Regions from separate parts of the Mus musculus genome. Here region 2 is linked to region 1. The links are chromatin contacts, called in public HiChIP or PLAC-seq maps. All regions are on one chromosome and are shown on one strand. The core of a region is the stretch at or near the end of the contact, and the rest is flanking DNA. Distances in the headings are between cores, read along the strand shown. Region 1 holds the start of Ada (adenosine deaminase). Region 2 has its middle 14 kb from the start of Ttpal.

Evidence for each region. HiChIP or PLAC-seq counts read pairs in DNA pulled down with a chosen protein or histone mark.
Region 2: a contact with region 1 is called in a FOXA1 HiChIP or PLAC-seq map of pancreatic cancer cells. The contact joins the enhancer-like site here to the promoter of Ada in region 1. A contact is called at or near these places in 14 of 39 promoter capture datasets (3T3-L1-derived adipocytes, the C10 cell line, the HPC-7 cell line and 11 more), 1 of 15 datasets of contacts at CTCF or cohesin (large pre-B cells), 2 of 484 Hi-C or Micro-C datasets (B cells and urothelial organoids), 6 of 115 datasets of contacts at active chromatin or transcription factors (astrocytes, bone marrow-derived macrophages, embryonic stem cells and 3 more) and 3 of 9 other capture datasets (adipose tissue, embryonic stem cells and liver).

What each region holds. Positions count from the first base shown.
Region 1 is chr2:163,745,780-163,753,637 of GRCm38.p6, reverse strand. It overlaps Ada (adenosine deaminase), which reads left to right and starts at 3,399. Exons shown (of 12, transcript NM_007398.4): 1 at 3,399-3,579. The coding sequence starts at 3,547. RefSeq lists a cis regulatory region at 171-182 and enhancers at 1-221, 7,359-7,858, 7,359-7,858.
Region 2 is chr2:163,584,614-163,592,471 of GRCm38.p6, reverse strand. It overlaps the pseudogene Gm18590. Among named protein-coding and RNA genes, the nearest start is that of Ttpal, 14 kb to the left of the region's middle. Within about 2 kb of position 2,946, at least 36 of the 459 cell types and tissues checked have an H3K27ac peak or open chromatin away from gene starts, as enhancers often do. A contact at or near this core is called in bone marrow-derived macrophages, microglia and pancreatic cancer cells, where this site is marked.

The sequences.
Region 1 (7,858 bases), core at 2,150-4,649:
TGAGCAAAATGTGTTTGGGGGAAGGCATCTCTCTCCATCCCTCCTCCCACTTTGGGCCTGGTGTGTGTTGTGTGGAGATCAAAGCCAGCTTGTAGCAACTGGAAGGACCAAGTGACACACTCAGAGTATGGTGGAAAGTCTGAGAGACTTGTCTACAAAGGTGTGCACTATGCCTATGGGCTGCCCAAGTAACCCTGGCATCCCTCTACACGGTGAAAGCTTCTTCTCACTGACACCTGGATGAGCCCAGGCCAGTCTGTCTCTGCAGCAGGTACTATGCACCCACTGGAGTAAGCTCAGTTATGTTGAACTAACTACAGGTACTGAGAAGAGAGTGAAATCAGACTTAAACAATACCAGAACAACAGTGGGGAAGGGGATAGGGAAATACAGTGCTTCTCTGCCACTCAAGAAGTCTGGGGTTTGTTCTTTGCAAAAATATACACACAAACACACCCAATGATGGAGGAGAGTGTGTGTCTAAGCCCCTTGCTCCCCAGGCCCTCAGTTGGGTTAACTGCATACCCCGACAGCTCCCAGAGGCTGAGTGCAGAGCTCAGACTCATCACCTATCTGTTGCTAGGCTTTCTCATTGCCCTGCCTTTTTCTTCATTCTCCTTGTGGTGTTTCCTTCAATCTCTTCAAATAAACCTCAAACTTTGTCTCAGGATCTGCTAATAGGAAAACCCTAATGGAGGCAACGGGGGCCCAGGGAAAGCAGCCACACATGAGGCAGTTCTTGGGGTCACTGCCTTGGAGATGGGGAAAAAAGGGGAGGTGTTGGGGGAATAGAAGGGAGGGGTAGCCTGTCCGAAGTTATGGCCTTGCCAGAAAGACAGTTCTGCTTGATGACTGGGGAGTGCAGGGAATAAACAGGCTCACTTCTCCATCTTGTCACCTTCCCCCAGGCCCCTGCCTGTGCCACAGGCAAAAGAGTCCATGGTGTTGTGGACACTGTAAGGTTCCTTTGACAGAAGGACAGATTGTGTACCCAGTGGTGAGGCCTACCAAAGGCTTGTAGCCCACCCCACTCAGCTATTTTCCAGAAGTTTGGTCCTGCCTAGAGAGCAGAATTTCAAACACTCCAGAATCTAGACACTTTCCACATCTGGTCAGGATGGAGTCACACATTCTGCAGGGCTGTGGCAGGTGGAAGTCCCTGCCACCAGATACGGTGGCTGATGAGAAACACCTGCCACAGCTTTGTAAGTAAGGTATGAAGGCTGCGCTTCCCTGGACACTGAAGTCACCTGGGTTGCTGAAGGGCTGACTTTACAGTGTCTGACATAGTGGGATTTTAGGGGTGTCTGAAAGCTGGGCTTGGCTCAGCAACCAACTGGATTTCCCACCAGTGACGGTGTCTTCTAGTGGCTCAAGTTCCCAGAGCAAAAACCAGAGGTCCCAGTGGAAGTTGAAAGAGCCCCAAATCCCTCCAGAGAAGGAAGTTCAGTAGCCTCCTCTGCCACATTCTAAGAGCAAGTCCTTCAGGACATCCCAGGGCAAGACTCCATCAGGCAAAGACAGGATCAGCAAAGGCTTGTCACTTTTGGTGGACCAGGAAGTTATTTGCAAAGAATGAGTTGGATGGACTTTGGAGAAAGATTTGACACAGCCCAGGCCCAGCTATAGAGTCAGAATCAAATTCAAGTGCCACCCTCCCTTGCAGTGCACTAATCTTCCAGGAGCCCAGTGGCCTGTGCCCTCTTGGGGCCTCGGCGACTTCATTTGTAGACTGATAACAGTTTCTGCTTCACAGGGTGTAGACAGATTGAATGGAATGATGTTTTCAAAGTGCTTCCAGGACAAGGGCTAGGGAGGGTGTGTCCACATGTGATGGTGTATGGTCATGTATCTGAAGTAACAAAGAAACCTCCCACTAAGCTACAATGTGTTGGAAATGTTTCTCTTTTTTTGCAACAGAATCTCAAAAATCTCAATAATAGCTCAGCATCTTCTTGTCTCAGCTTGGTGAATACTAAGATTACAGGCACAAGTATTCCCATCCCTGTCTTAGAAGTACCATTTTGATCCACCCTCTCTCTCACTCCCACAAACAACTGAATCCCAAATCTGTATTCTGCTGCTTTCAAGTAGCAGGGATCTGAGTCCATCCTCTTGCCCAGAGTCGCCACGGTCTCACACCTGGATCTTTCCTGGTGTACCACGCTTTCTCCAGCTCCTTTCATGTTGTCCCCTCATGTAAGGACACCCGGGCATCCCCACCTCAAGGTGCGCACAAGTTACTTAAGGAACTTGCTACAATATAGCCCTGCATCCCGCCCCCAAAATCCCACCAAACCTAGAGTATGGTTCTAAACAGCTCACCTGTGAAGTCTCCCTGGCTAAATTTCTAGACTTGGAACAGCTGGAGTTTTCCAAACAGAAGTGTGATGCTGTCCTGAAACCACTGACAAACTTTCAGTGACATCTCTCTGAGCTTCCACCTCGCCTGCTGGCCTCAGCTCCCCTCTCCCCTTCCCATCCCCTCCTCTTTATTTGTAAGTTTGTTTAGTTTCAGATGAGAATTGCATCTCACCTAGTTCTGGGATACCACCATTAAATGGATGTTTCCATGTGCCCTAGGCTTCCCACAGAGTCAGCATGGCCCACCCCAGGGATGGCAGGACTGAGATTTAAGAGTGTTTCCCTTGCTTCCCATTTCTCCTCCCTGATGCATATGTTGTTATTTATATGTTCTAGAAGTTGACCATAGTATGAAGTTTTCTGCAGCGTATTTTTTTTTCTGCCCCCCTTTCACTACTGTGTCTGAGCACATGTGCTGTGCTTTGTAGCTGAAACTGGCTTTATTGCTGCAGAAACCAGTCCACTGTATTTACCCACAGCACTGATGTGAGCATTCTAAATACATCTCGATACGTGGGCATATTTCTCCAGCGTAACTGCCCCAGGAGAGATGAACTGTGTGTTCCTGTCCACCCCCTGTCTCCAGCCACCCTGGAGACTTAGTTCTCAGGAGTCTCTCTCACACACAACAGTGTTCTCTGCATCCCACCCGCCCTCACCTGGTGAACTCCGGCAGTCGCCGCTAAATCTCCCTAATTACACACTTCTTCTGCCTTGTGATTCTGCAACAAGTGGGTCTATCCCTCAAAATCCAGCCCCATAAGGCTTCAGGACTGTGTGGCTCCAGCTTCAGCCTGCACAAAGTAGGCGCCCAAGCAACACTGGAAGCCTCGGTACTGAAGGGGCCCGGAAGGGGCAGGTGAGGACATTGGAGTCGCGTCTGCAGGGGGCTCACCTGGGAGCTTCCTAGGGTGTAGCCAGCAGGGAAGGTCTGGGGTTCAGAATTCCGGGAAATGCGCGCCAGAGTTGCAGGCGGGGGGGGGGGGGGGGGGGCGGGGCCGTGGCTCCGGAAGGCGGGGTCTCTCTGTGGGCGTAGCGTGGGCGGGGCTGTGCCGGGGCAGCCCGGTAAAAAAGAGCGTGGCGGGCCGCGGTCTCTGAGAGCCATCGGGAAGCGACCCTGCCAGCGAGCCAACGCAGACCCAGAGAGCTTCGGCGGAGAGAACCGGGAACACGCTCGGAACCATGGCCCAGACACCCGCATTCAACAAACCCAAAGTAAGCACCGAGGGGCTCCGTTGCCAGGGTTCTGTCCCGGGCTGTCCCGGGGCTTAGCGGGGCCCAGCCTTTGGCGCCTTTAACCTAGAAGCATGGAGTGGCAGGGGGACTCCCGCAGGCATCTCCCCTCGACCCAGGCCTTAGCTTGCTTCCGGGATGTCGAGCGAGAGACGATGTGGCAGGGAGTGTCCAGAACCTGGGGGTGTCTCTGGTCGGCCTTCGGGTTCGGCTGCTGTCTATGCGAACCTGGGAGTGCCTCCAGTCGGCCTTCGGGTTCGGCTGCTGCCTATGCCCTGTGCCCTGGAGGTCTCAGCCTCGCTGTCTGCCAATGGGCATCCAGTGCGGCGGGGCTGCACAGCTGTGTGGGACTGGGCTAGGACCTGGGTGTCTGAGCCCCAGTAGAATGGGGCCCAGGGTCTCTAGCTGTTAAATGTTCAGTGTATGGCTTTATACTTAAGTGTTATGATTACTTTGTGGGCAACAGGTAACCTAGGTTTGTGGGTGCGCCCGTGGGAAAATCTATGATCCAAACCAGAAAAGGAAGGGATAGAGGCTTCAGGGTGCCAGGAGGAACCCCTACACATACTGACCGTTTGGCCATATGGGTTTATTTGGGATGAAGTTTTAGCCCTTGACCCCAGAGGAGAACCCTTTATCTGTCTTTCTGCAAGCTGTGGCTTCTTGGAAACAGGGAGACTCCAGGTCCCCAAGGCCAGATTTGCAGCCCTTACAGATTCTGTCTAGTCAGCCAGGCAAATTGAACTGGTCAGCAGAGTGTGGGACTGAGAACTCAGGGGGAGGGATCAGAGACAGTCACCCTTAGACTTACCCCTCCAAGAAACAGATGCTGAGTGGGGGGCGGGGTGGCAGACGTATGAATCCCGTGTGCATGTTGTGTCATATATGCGTGCATGGAGGGAGCGGGAGGGAAGATGGGCAGTGGGCCTGTATTCCATGCACTTACCATAGGGAACACACTCTGCCCCTCTAGCTAGAGGCTAGAAGGGCAGGGCAAGTCTTCCTACCCAACCAATGCCTGCTGCACATCTTGTCTGGTGGCTCCTGACCACAGTTGGTGCTCTTAGACATCAAAGGGTGAGTTTTCTTTTGATGGTCTGAATTCTCCCTACCCTTGGTCAGGGGAACCATCTCTCCTGATGGAAACCTAAGAGAGTGACTAAAGGTGAGCGACAGGTTACACTTCTGTGGCACCTACCCTTTTGTAACAGCTCTTGGGGGATGGGGGGAGTGCCAATATATCATGAGCCCTGGTATTGTCATCTGACCCATGCTGGGATGTCATTCCTTCCCTCGGGGCTCTTAGACTCCACACCTGGAGAAAAGGACTGTTAGCATTGGTGTCTGGATGTTGGAAGGTGACGTCAGCAGGAAGGTAGCATGCTGGGCTGCTACCTCTGAGGTGGGACAGGTCTCGTGTCATGGTGAGGAAGAAATGCTGCTATGGCTGGCAGAGTGGGAAGGAGCCACTGTGGTCAGCGCCTGGCCAGCCTGCGTAACTGATGCTACCAGGGGCCCAGCATACTGTAACTGCACACAACTAGTGCCCTGACTTGGTGAGGTAGCTGATGCTGTCTCCATGGATAGATGGGGAAGCAGGCACAGAGCTTAATTAGGATGTAGCCAAGCTGGGAGAGAAGCCCACATTGAGGGTCAGCTTCAGAATCCCATTCCCTAAGCCAGGCAGCATAGTACAGAGCCGGAATTCCTATTATTTGGAAGACTGAGACAGGAGGATTTTTGAGTTCCAGGCCTGAACTATATAGCAAGACCTTTGTTTTGGATGAAAGAACAAAACCTAAGAAGCAGAAATTCTATGTCCCCATCTTTCATGGGTGATCTCTGCAAACGCTTTAGGGATAAGAGGATATCTACCTGAGCCTTTGCTGGGTTCTTTGGTTTCTCATGCCTACACCAGTTGGGACTGGGGCTTGGACAACTTCAAGGTGAGCAGATGAAATGGGCCAGCGTTTGTTTTTGTTTCTTCTATGTGGTATGTGTGAGCTAAGGCACTGTGTAGGGACAGGCTTGAGTGTCAGGTTTCACCCTCCAGCATGTTTGAGATACAGTGTCTTGGTTGTTCACCCCTGGAACTCCAGGCTAGCTGCCTCGTGGGTTTCTAGGAATTCTCCTGTCTCTGCCTCACATCTCACAGTGGGGGTGCTGGGGATGGCAAATGGCAGTTACCATGCCTGGCTTCTGTGCGGGCTGTGTGGATTTAAGTCAGATCCACACACTTGTGTTGCACGCTCTTTACCTGCTGAGCCTTCTCCCCAACCTTGCCCTTCAGATATAGATATACACGCAAGTCACCTGGCTCTAACTGTGACTGGGGAGGCTTGGGTGGCACTGAGATACTGTTGTCATCATGCCCTGCCAGCAATGTAAAACTGCTGGTCCATCAGCCTGCGTGGAGAAGAAAGACCCCTGCTTTGACTGGGTGCTGGCTTCCTTAGTACTTGCTGCACCTGAAGATTGTGTGTGTGTGTGTGTGTGTGTGTGTGTGTGTGTGTGTGTGGTATGTACACGTGCATGCATGACCCAGTAACCCTTATCACTCTGTGCCCACTTGAAGCAGGACTAGAAAATCCCATGGTTCCCGTTGCTGCTGTATGTAAAGATGCATGCTGACCTCCTGCCTCTGGCTGAGGCTCTTTGGAGTGGTTGTGAGTACCAGGAACCTTTAGCAGTCATTCACAATTCTATGAATGACTGAGCAGGCAGCTGTCTGCATCCCATTCACAAGTGGAGTTGTCCAAGGACTAGAGAGGGAAAAGGCTTCCTCAAAGCAACAGTCTCTGTGCACTTCACACCTCTGAGGGAACTGGCCCAGGTTGGAAGGTTGTTTCTAATTGGGTCTTTCCTCCTATGCAGGTTCATAGAGAGCATGAGCCCAGTGAATCTTTGCTTTCTCAGACTTTTGAGGTTTGTTCTGTACCAAGTGTAGTTCTAGCTGATTTGTGTGAGTTAAGTTGCTGGGGACCAGCCTCGGCTGCAGGCAGGGTCTGGAGAAGGGTGGATGCAAGAGCAGCAAGGGGAAGCAAGGATCAGACATGGGATGTGGGGGACGGGACAGAGAGAAAGCACACATCGCATCTCACTATGGCTTCTCCTATGCCAACAACTTTTGTATCTTTCAGGCTTTATTTATACATAAAAAAATACAGAAATTTTATTTGTTGATTACACAACTTTTCAAAATACATTTTCTTGTAAAGTTTTCCTTGATCACATAAGAATATTGAAAGAGGAACAAAGAGAACAAACAGAAAATTTATGAGAACTAAAAAATGAATATTAAGATCAAATCAATTTTCTTTAAATGCAGTATCTCCTTCCTTAAGATTGGTGTCATAACGCCTTGCAGTTACAGAAGTGCTAGGCAGGCTGGCTCTATTTGAATTTGATTCTATTTCAGTTTGGCATAAGATTAATAGTTCAAAAGTTATGTCCTACTACCTATTATATCAAACTTGGCTTTGTGCAAGAGTTCAGTATCTAACCCTTATTTAATTCTTCCTTTCTTTCTTCTATATTTCTTTTATATTTGGCATAAGGCCACTGTCCTTTTTCATTGATTCTTAAACTATTCTACAGCCCCTTTGCTGAAGCAAGGACAGTCTATCAGTAAAGTTCTGGTCTGACAAGTCTATTCAGGAAACAGGCGGTTCACAAAGGATGTCTTCCTGTGTTTCTGTCATGAACCTTTGTTTCAATACAATTTCTATCTGTTACTCTTCGTAAAGAACAGCAGAACATCAGAATTCCTAAACCTGCTTGCTTTTGCCTTCAGGAAGGTACAAAGGCTTCATAAACTTGCATGACCAAAATCTCTTCCTCTGCATACAAGTTCCTAGTTTCTAAAGCTGAATATTAAAAATTCAGCAATTCAATTACAGCTGGTCAGCTTCTAAAATGTCCCTAAGTTTTTCATTCTTGTTTACACTAGCTTTCTGCTATCCCAGGTCTAGCCTTCGGAGAGAGGCCTTTAACAGTCAGAAACAGAAGACTAGCAAAAGGTGTGCAGCGAATATCCATCAAGGGCAGTGAAGGGTCAGTCCAGATTGTCCAAGCACCGGAACTTTGTCAAACAAGGCCTCCAGGATGGTTAGCATCACCATTAAGTCACACTTCATTCACACTAGCCTTTGGGATAGATCCTGCTATCTTCATTTACTTAGGAGGAAACTGACTCAGAACTTGCCAAAGTAGCATGGCCAGAAAGCAGCTGAGCTGGCCTGCAACTCAGACTGCCCTAAAA
Region 2 (7,858 bases), core at 1,697-4,196, 160 kb after region 1:
ATGATAATATAATACAATATATATATGAAAAATCACAATGAAATTCACCAAATTGTGCATACTACACATTTTTTCAGAGAAAGACTATAGGTTTGGGTGAAAATAGTAGCTTTTGCTGTCCCCAGGGTGTAATGACAAAATGTGAACACTTGGGGGCACTCCAGCTAATCTTCAATAGAGAGATGGTGACATGTTTGATAATTTAAAAAAATATGGAGGGGCCAGCAGGATGGCTCAGCAGGTAAGGGCACTTGCCAGTCAAGCCTGAGGACTTGGGCTTAGTACCTGGAACACTCGAGACACAAGAATAGAACTAACTCCTGAAAGCTGTCCTTTGACCTCCATTCCCAAGTGTACTACCCCAAATAAATACATTTTAAAAAAAAAAATCACTAATCCCAGCGCTTGGGAGGCAAAGGCAGGCAGATTTCTGAGTTCAAGGCCAGCCTGGTCTACAGAGTGAGTTCCAGGACAGCCATGGCTACACAGAGAAACCCTGTCTCAAACAAAACAAAACAAACAAAACAAAACAAACACTAAACCAAAATCACTGTCATTGTCACAACCTGAACTCTTCCTGTGAAGTTCTAAGCTGTGTTCAGAGGGTCATGAGTCAGGGGATCTTTGGTTTGTTTCATTGTTGTTTGTTTTTGTTTCTGAAACAGAGTCTCACTGTGTAACTCTGTCTGTCCTAGAACTCCTTATGCAGGCTAAACTGGCCTCAAACTCACAGAAAGCCACCTGCCTTTGCCTTCTGAGTGCTGGGATTATAGGCATGCACCATTATACCTGGCCACCTTCTCATTTTAACTTTGTAAACATCCTGTTCACTAGGTACTATCTAAAAATTTTTTTAAAAAAAAGTATGTGTGTGTGTGTGTGTATGTGTGTGCCTGTCTGCCTGTCTGCCTGCCTATCTGTCTGTACCTGTGTGCCAGTGCCTGTGGGCATCAGAAGAGGGTGTTGGATCTCCTGGAGCTAGAGTCCCAGGTGACTATGGATGCTGGGAACCAAGTTCTGATCCTCTGGAAACATAGCAGGTGCCCTTCACCAAGAGCCACCTCTTCAGCCCCCTCCGCTGTAGTTAGACAGTTACTGAGGATTTGATGCAATAGAGTCTAATATTGCTTTTCTGGATTTTTAAACTGTCTCTATAGCATTGTAACTCACACTATTAAATGTACAGCTTTGTGACATCAGTGCACACGTTGGCTCAGAGGCTGGAGATGAGGCGCTAGGACCCATGGGACAGTCCGGTAACTGCTTCCTTAGCTTGGCTAGCTCTCTCAGTCTCTGGAGAGTCGATGTCATCATCTTGAACTTAGCCCTCTGTGTTTTTCCATATTGTTCCAACTCCTGTGAGATACAGGCTCCATTTTAATAAAAACCATATGGGGGCTCTAAGGAGGGTCTCTGGCATCTAAGGGTGGGTTGGAAGTACTGAAGGGCAGGCTGGAATTCTCAGAGGGTCTAAGGAACATTTTTCTGACAGGCTTGTTTAGGGGGAGACCCCCATCCCTGGAAATTGGGGACCTAGGGTCCAGGCCTGGTTCCTTCTCTAGGTCCCTGTGACATGACATTGTGAGTCACTGGTGTCCCAATCACAGAAAAATGTCTTCCTGATGCTAGGTTTTCCCTATCTCCCTTGCTTTCCCTCATCCGCTCTTCCCCAAAGCCTGGGAAGAAATGAGCAGGTGTAATGGTTAGCGCTCACAGGTGTTTCTTCAGCAAAGAAGAGACTGAGCATGCCAGACCCAACCAGATGGGTAGCACATTGTGGCCCATGGGGAGTGGTCCCAGAAATTATTCCCCCACCCAATATGTAAAGGAGATGTCAGGCCTCTCCCCAGGCAGGGGATGATGGGAATTTTCTGCCGATCTTCCCACTAACGACTTCAGTTCCTGTCAGGGCTGGGCCCACAGGCCATAAATCGCTTTACTCATTCGTTGCTCAGTATCTGGCAGCTCAGGGTTTGTCAGGAGCCTGTCGCCATCCTTATCTTGTTACACGCCTTGGCATTGCTTCGCCACTTTTTAAAAATGCAGTCTTGCAAGCAGGGTGCTTTGGTCATCTCTTACTTTGGAGTTGGCAGACTCCGCCCGTGGCAAGTGGAATGAGGGAGGGGCAAGAGGGCTCAAGCTTCCGGGGTGTGAACTCCGAGTCACTTCCCTCTGGGGTCTAGGGTGGCATCTGATGTGAAGCTGTGGGAGGACTGAGAAGTGGTCATTTAGAGCCAGCGCAAAACCAAAATGAGGCTCCTTTGCTGGGTGACCTCGGGCAAGAGTGCTTCTCCTCCTCCTCCTCTTCTTCCTCTTCCTCTTCTTCCTCCTTCTCTTCTTCACCATGGAGTGAGAAGGAATGGGGGTTGTTTGCTTACAATGACACGCAGGTACCCTTAACCCGTGAGTCTGTTGCATTAAGAGTTGGGACTTGGAGCCGGGCGTGGTGGCGCATATGCCTTTAATCTCAGCACTTGGGAGGCAGAGGCAGGCAAATTTCTGAGTTCGAGGCCAGCCTGGCTCTATAGAGTGAGTTCCAGGACAGCCAGGGCTACACAGAGAAACCCTGTCTCGAAAAACAAAAAACGAAACAAAACAAAACCCCCAAACCAAAACAAACAAAACCAAGACTTGGGACTTGGGGCTGGAGAGATGGCTCAGTGGTTAAGAGCACCAGCTGCTCTTCCAGAGGGCCCAGGATTAATTCCTAGCACCCATATGGCAGGCTGCAACCGTGTGTAACTTCAGTTCCAGGACATCTGACCCCCTCACACAGACATACATGCAGCCAAAATACCAATGTACATAAAATAAAAATAAACCGATTATTTGAAAAGCAGAGTTGGGATTGGATTTGACCTCTGGGGACAACCTGGTGACTCCTTTGCCATCTCCAGTCTCAAATCCCTCATCTCCCTCATTGTGTAAGAGCCCACTCTTGACTGCCTCGTGGCTTGGCTCTCTTATCTCAACTCCCATTGGCTCTCTTGAGTTCCTCACACCACTCTCCTCCCTAGACTCGGCCCCACTTCCTCAAGGTTTCTTTCACCAGCTCCAAGGACCCAGGCTGGCCACCAAGTCTTCAGCATACAGTCCTTCAGGGGACTCTTAAGATGCAAACTCACCAAGGAAATCCTTATGGTATGATTCATTTATTATGATTTGAGTATTCACATGGCACACAGTCCAAGCAGTTGAAGTGCCTCCTCCAGCCATACACCCTTGTCCCCAGCTTTTATGTCTTCCTCCCAATCTGTCCTTGTCTACTGGTTTCACGGGGTTTAATGGCCTCAGCTCACAGCAATGCTTGCTTGCTTGTTTGTCTTTATGGATCTGAGTGATTTTACCTGCGTGTATGTATATTTGTGAAGGATGTGTTCCATTGGGTTAGAGGAGATTGGGGTGCTGGAGTTATGGAAGGTTGTGAGCTGTTTGTGCTGGGAACGGAATCCAGGTCCTCTGGAAGAGCAACCAGTGCTCTCAACCTCCGAGCCAGATGGTTCTCGGCAGTCCCCACAGTGGGTTTTGGAGCTGTGGCAGAAAAGCCACCCAGGCAGAGAGAACAAGAAGGGTCTTGAAGCTATGGACCAACGTTGCTGAGGTAAGAGGGAGAGGGGGTCAGGTTAGTAGATGGCAGAGGGGGGCTGTTGTTTTTGCTCTTGTTTGAGACGGGGTCTCACTGTGTAGCCCTGGTTGGCCTGAGACTTGCTGTGTGGACCAGGCAGAACTGGAATTTGCAACGATTCTGCTGCACCTCCCTCCCTAGTGCGGAGATTCCTGTATGTGCACTACCTCACGGGGCTAGAAACCTGGATGCTGCTCTGTGAGGCCTGGCGAGGTGAAGTGGGGCTTAGTCATTTGTGTCTCATATGAACACTGCAGAATGTGGGTGCTGGGTTTAGGGAGGCCAGGAGAGAGGCAAGTGTGGGCTTCTGGTAGGGAGGACCAGGGTTGGAGAGGGAAGGTGGAGAGAAGAGGCGGGCTTTGGATATTTGGGCTGGTCTTGTGGGAGGAGAGACCCTCCCAGCCACAGGCTCTGCTAACTCCTTGTCCCTGTTGGCAGTATTGTCTGAGTGATTACTGGGTTAGAATGTACCACTACAATTTCACAGAGCAGGCCTGGAGAACTTACAGGCTAAAGCTCTGACTAGAGGGTCACCATTTACTCTAAGGCAGTGACCACAGTGGCCTGCTACCTGCTGGGAGACTAGTATTTCTCACAGATATGTCATGCACCTGTCAGTGCCCAGGAAATCACCTCGAAGGCAGCCTGCCATGTACAGTCTTTTTCTGAAGGGCAAAATCCAGAACCTTCAGAATCTCATATTTTCTTGGCCATAAAACCCTTTACCCATGAAAGCTGGTCATATAAAATATATATACAACAGGAATGTGACTCGGTTGGGAGAATGCTTGTCTAACACACACAAGGCCCTGGGTTTGATCCTCCGTACCACAGAAACACTGTCTGCAGCCTCTACACATTAGATACCTGGCACAGTTGGGCAGCAGAAAAATAACTCCAGGGCTGGGGATATAGCTCTGAGGTAGAACACTTGCCCAGGATGCAGGAGCCCTGGGTGCCACCCTCTACACTGCAAGGAATCAGGAAGGCAAAGGACAATGCTAGGGAATGGTGAGGGACCCAAGAGACAGCAACAGATGCCAGAATCTCAACACTACACACACACACACACACACACACACACACACACACACACACACATACACACACACACCAAGCAGCACAGAGCAGTGGTTGGTGGTGGCCCAGGCCAGTAGCAGGTGCAGAAGTGACATCAGAACAGAAGCAGAAGTCACAGAGAGATGATGTCATCTCAGTCAAAAATAGATGCACACCCCCCCCCCCGTCCCCCGCTAGCTCCCTCTCACTGTGAACTCCGGGGAGGCCTTGATTCTCCCAGAATGCATGAGGACACTTCTTGGGACGGGAAGGAGCGACTGAAGGGCTGATGATGCCTGTGTGGAGGTCATCCCAGGGAGGACAGCAGAGGCAGATCCTACTGAGATGGGCATTTGAACACGTCTGCAGGATGGGAAGCATTGTGTTATCAGTGCTGTCTCCCAAATCTTGTGTCCTTGAAATGCGGTTCCTAACACACCAACTTTGTTAGGTGAGACTCATCGGAGATGATCTGCATGCGGATTGATGGGTAAAAGGCTATTGCAGTAGTGACCTAGCATCACGGATCCATCTCATCTCGTGGCGCCCTCTGCCATGTTAAACACAGCTTCATGGCCCTCAGCGTGTACCAGCATCACGCTCTTAGACTGCTCAGCCTCCAGGGCCATGAGCTAAGCCTATCTCTTTACAAATGGCTAGATCTCCTGTGTTTTCTCATAGCAACAGAAATGAATCAAGATGCCAGGAGCTACGGATTTCATCACAGGGAAGAGCAGGCAGCACTCTCGGAGTTACAAAAGTGCCTGCTAACTGAATTGTTTACTTAATCATGATTGTTTGTTCCATTGATTGACTCTGCTGTGTGTACTTGGTGAAAATCAAACATCCAAATGGGCAAAAGGGCATCAAATGAAAAGCAGCTGTCCCTCTCACCCCTGACCCCCACCGTCCACACCTACCCGAAGGCCCTTCTCTCCGGACTGCTATCCCACCCCCCACTGCAACACCAGTGCTTGCCCTGCATCCTGTGAGTGTTCAGGTCAAGATTCCCATCCTTCAGCTACCACAGGAGGAGAAACGGGGCTTCTCTCTCTGTCCCCCTCCCTGTTCCCGCTGCCAGTGCTGTGCCATACAAAAAAAGAATTGAGGGGCTACAGAGATTGTTCAGCAGTTAAGAGCGTTGGCTGCTCTTCTCGAGGACCCAGTACCCACATGGCAACGCATAACCATCAGTAGCTACGGTGCCAGGGGACCCAACGCCCCCTTCTGGTTTCTGTGGGTATTGCATGCATTTGGGGCACGTGCATGCAGGCAAAACACAGCACATTAAAAATAAACACATCTTTTAAAAACGATCTGTTCAGCAAAGTTTTTGTGGATAAATGGATCGTGAGATGTTAGAACAACAGATTTATAGGAGTGTGGAAACCAGACTTGATGAACAGAACCGGGGACTCCTGTAATCAGTGTGATAAGCTGAGAAACCCCGAAGCTGTGGATCTTGTAATGGGAAAAATTCTTGCCCAGACTTCTTGTCTAAGGACCTTTAGGAAAGTCTTCATTGTGCCCTTCAGTCGGTTTAATTTAGGCTGATGAGATGTAAGACGCTTGCCACATAAGCTTATTAAACTCAGGGCCCTCAGGGTGGAGGGAGAAAAATGAACCTGCAAATTATTCTCTAGCATATGCACATGTGCTGTAGCACACACTCACGCACATGCACACCGTCTCCATACAAATACATAAATAGATTCAATTGAAAAACCTAAGAATAGCTGGGCGGCGGTGGCACCTGCCTTTAATCCCAGTACTTAAGAGGCAGAGGCAGGTGGATCTTTGAGGTTGAGGCCAGCCTGGTCTACAGAGCTAGTTCCAGGCTGGTCAGGGCTACAACAGCCCCTCCAAATAACCCCTAAGAATATTTAGTTGTTGTTGTTGTTGTTTTGGGTTTTTTTTTTTTTTTTTGGAATAGCTAGGTTTATTATGAGTGTACTATCGATGGACATAAAAACCCGGCAGCCCCCTATAAGGAAGTTTAAAAACATTAACAAAAAGAGCCAACACTAGGGAGTCAGAAGTCCTGTGGCATGTCACCTCTGCTTTGGTACCCAGAAGAGAGTGTGAGCTTCGTCAAGGCTTCCAAAGCTTTGGGGAGTCCAGGGTCATTTTGGGAGGCCTCCTTGGGGTTCTGATTGGTAGTCCTTCTTGGTGTCGAATGGTAATTGTACATTTAGCAGTTCTCGTACAAGAGGTATATTAAACTCATTCTTGTGTAAGACTTCGACATATCGTGTCACGTCGCAGAAAGCGCCACCCAAAAGCAAAGTCCCTCGACTTCAGCTCAGATCTGTGGGCCTTGGACAATTGCTTGAGTTTCATCTTATTTCTTCGAAAAAGGAACCAAGTCTTAATGTCTTTCTTTTCTTTTCTTTTCTTTTTTTTTTTTTTGGTCAGTTTGAGTGTGTTAGCCAGGGCCTCCAGAGTCTCTTCATTAGAGTTCTGGTCTGTTTCGAAGTCTTTTTTGTTTGTTTGTTTGTTTTGCTTTTTTTTAAGCTCCTGGTGCTGTTGACAGGTGAATCCAGACTTTTGATCCCAGCAAGACAAACTCAGAGTTGTCTCCATCTCAGTTACTTCCATCTTGGCTGCAGCTCATTTGAGTTCCATCCCTCGGCTTCATATTTAATATTTTTTAAAAAATCAGAACTAGAAAGGGATTGAATCCAAGATGATGTACATGCTGGGCAAACTCTCTACCCGAGCTACCTTCTACCCTCTGTAGTATTCACGTAGATATTTCTCTTTCAGATGTTCATTTTTGCAATGTGTTTTGTATTTATTGAGCACCTAACTTATTTATTGACCAGTGTTAGTGGAACACATGTATTGGTTAACATTACTATAAATGTCATGCTATGTGACTGAGGCTTCAAGATTAATTACCATGGTTTAAAGCAACCAGCATGTATTAGTTCATGGTTTGGGGATGTTGGACTTTAGGAATGGCTTAGGTGAGTGGGTTCTGGGTTAGTGTCTCCCACGAGGCTACAGGAAAAAGTGTCACAGGGCCCATGGCCACCAGCCAGCTTGATGGGCTGGGTTGTTCATTCTAATGCAGCCCATTCCAGTGTCTGCCCATTGGCGGCAAGTCTCAGAGCACCTCCATGGATCCTTGAGTGTCTTCATCATGGCTTCCCAACACCCCAGAGCGAGGAA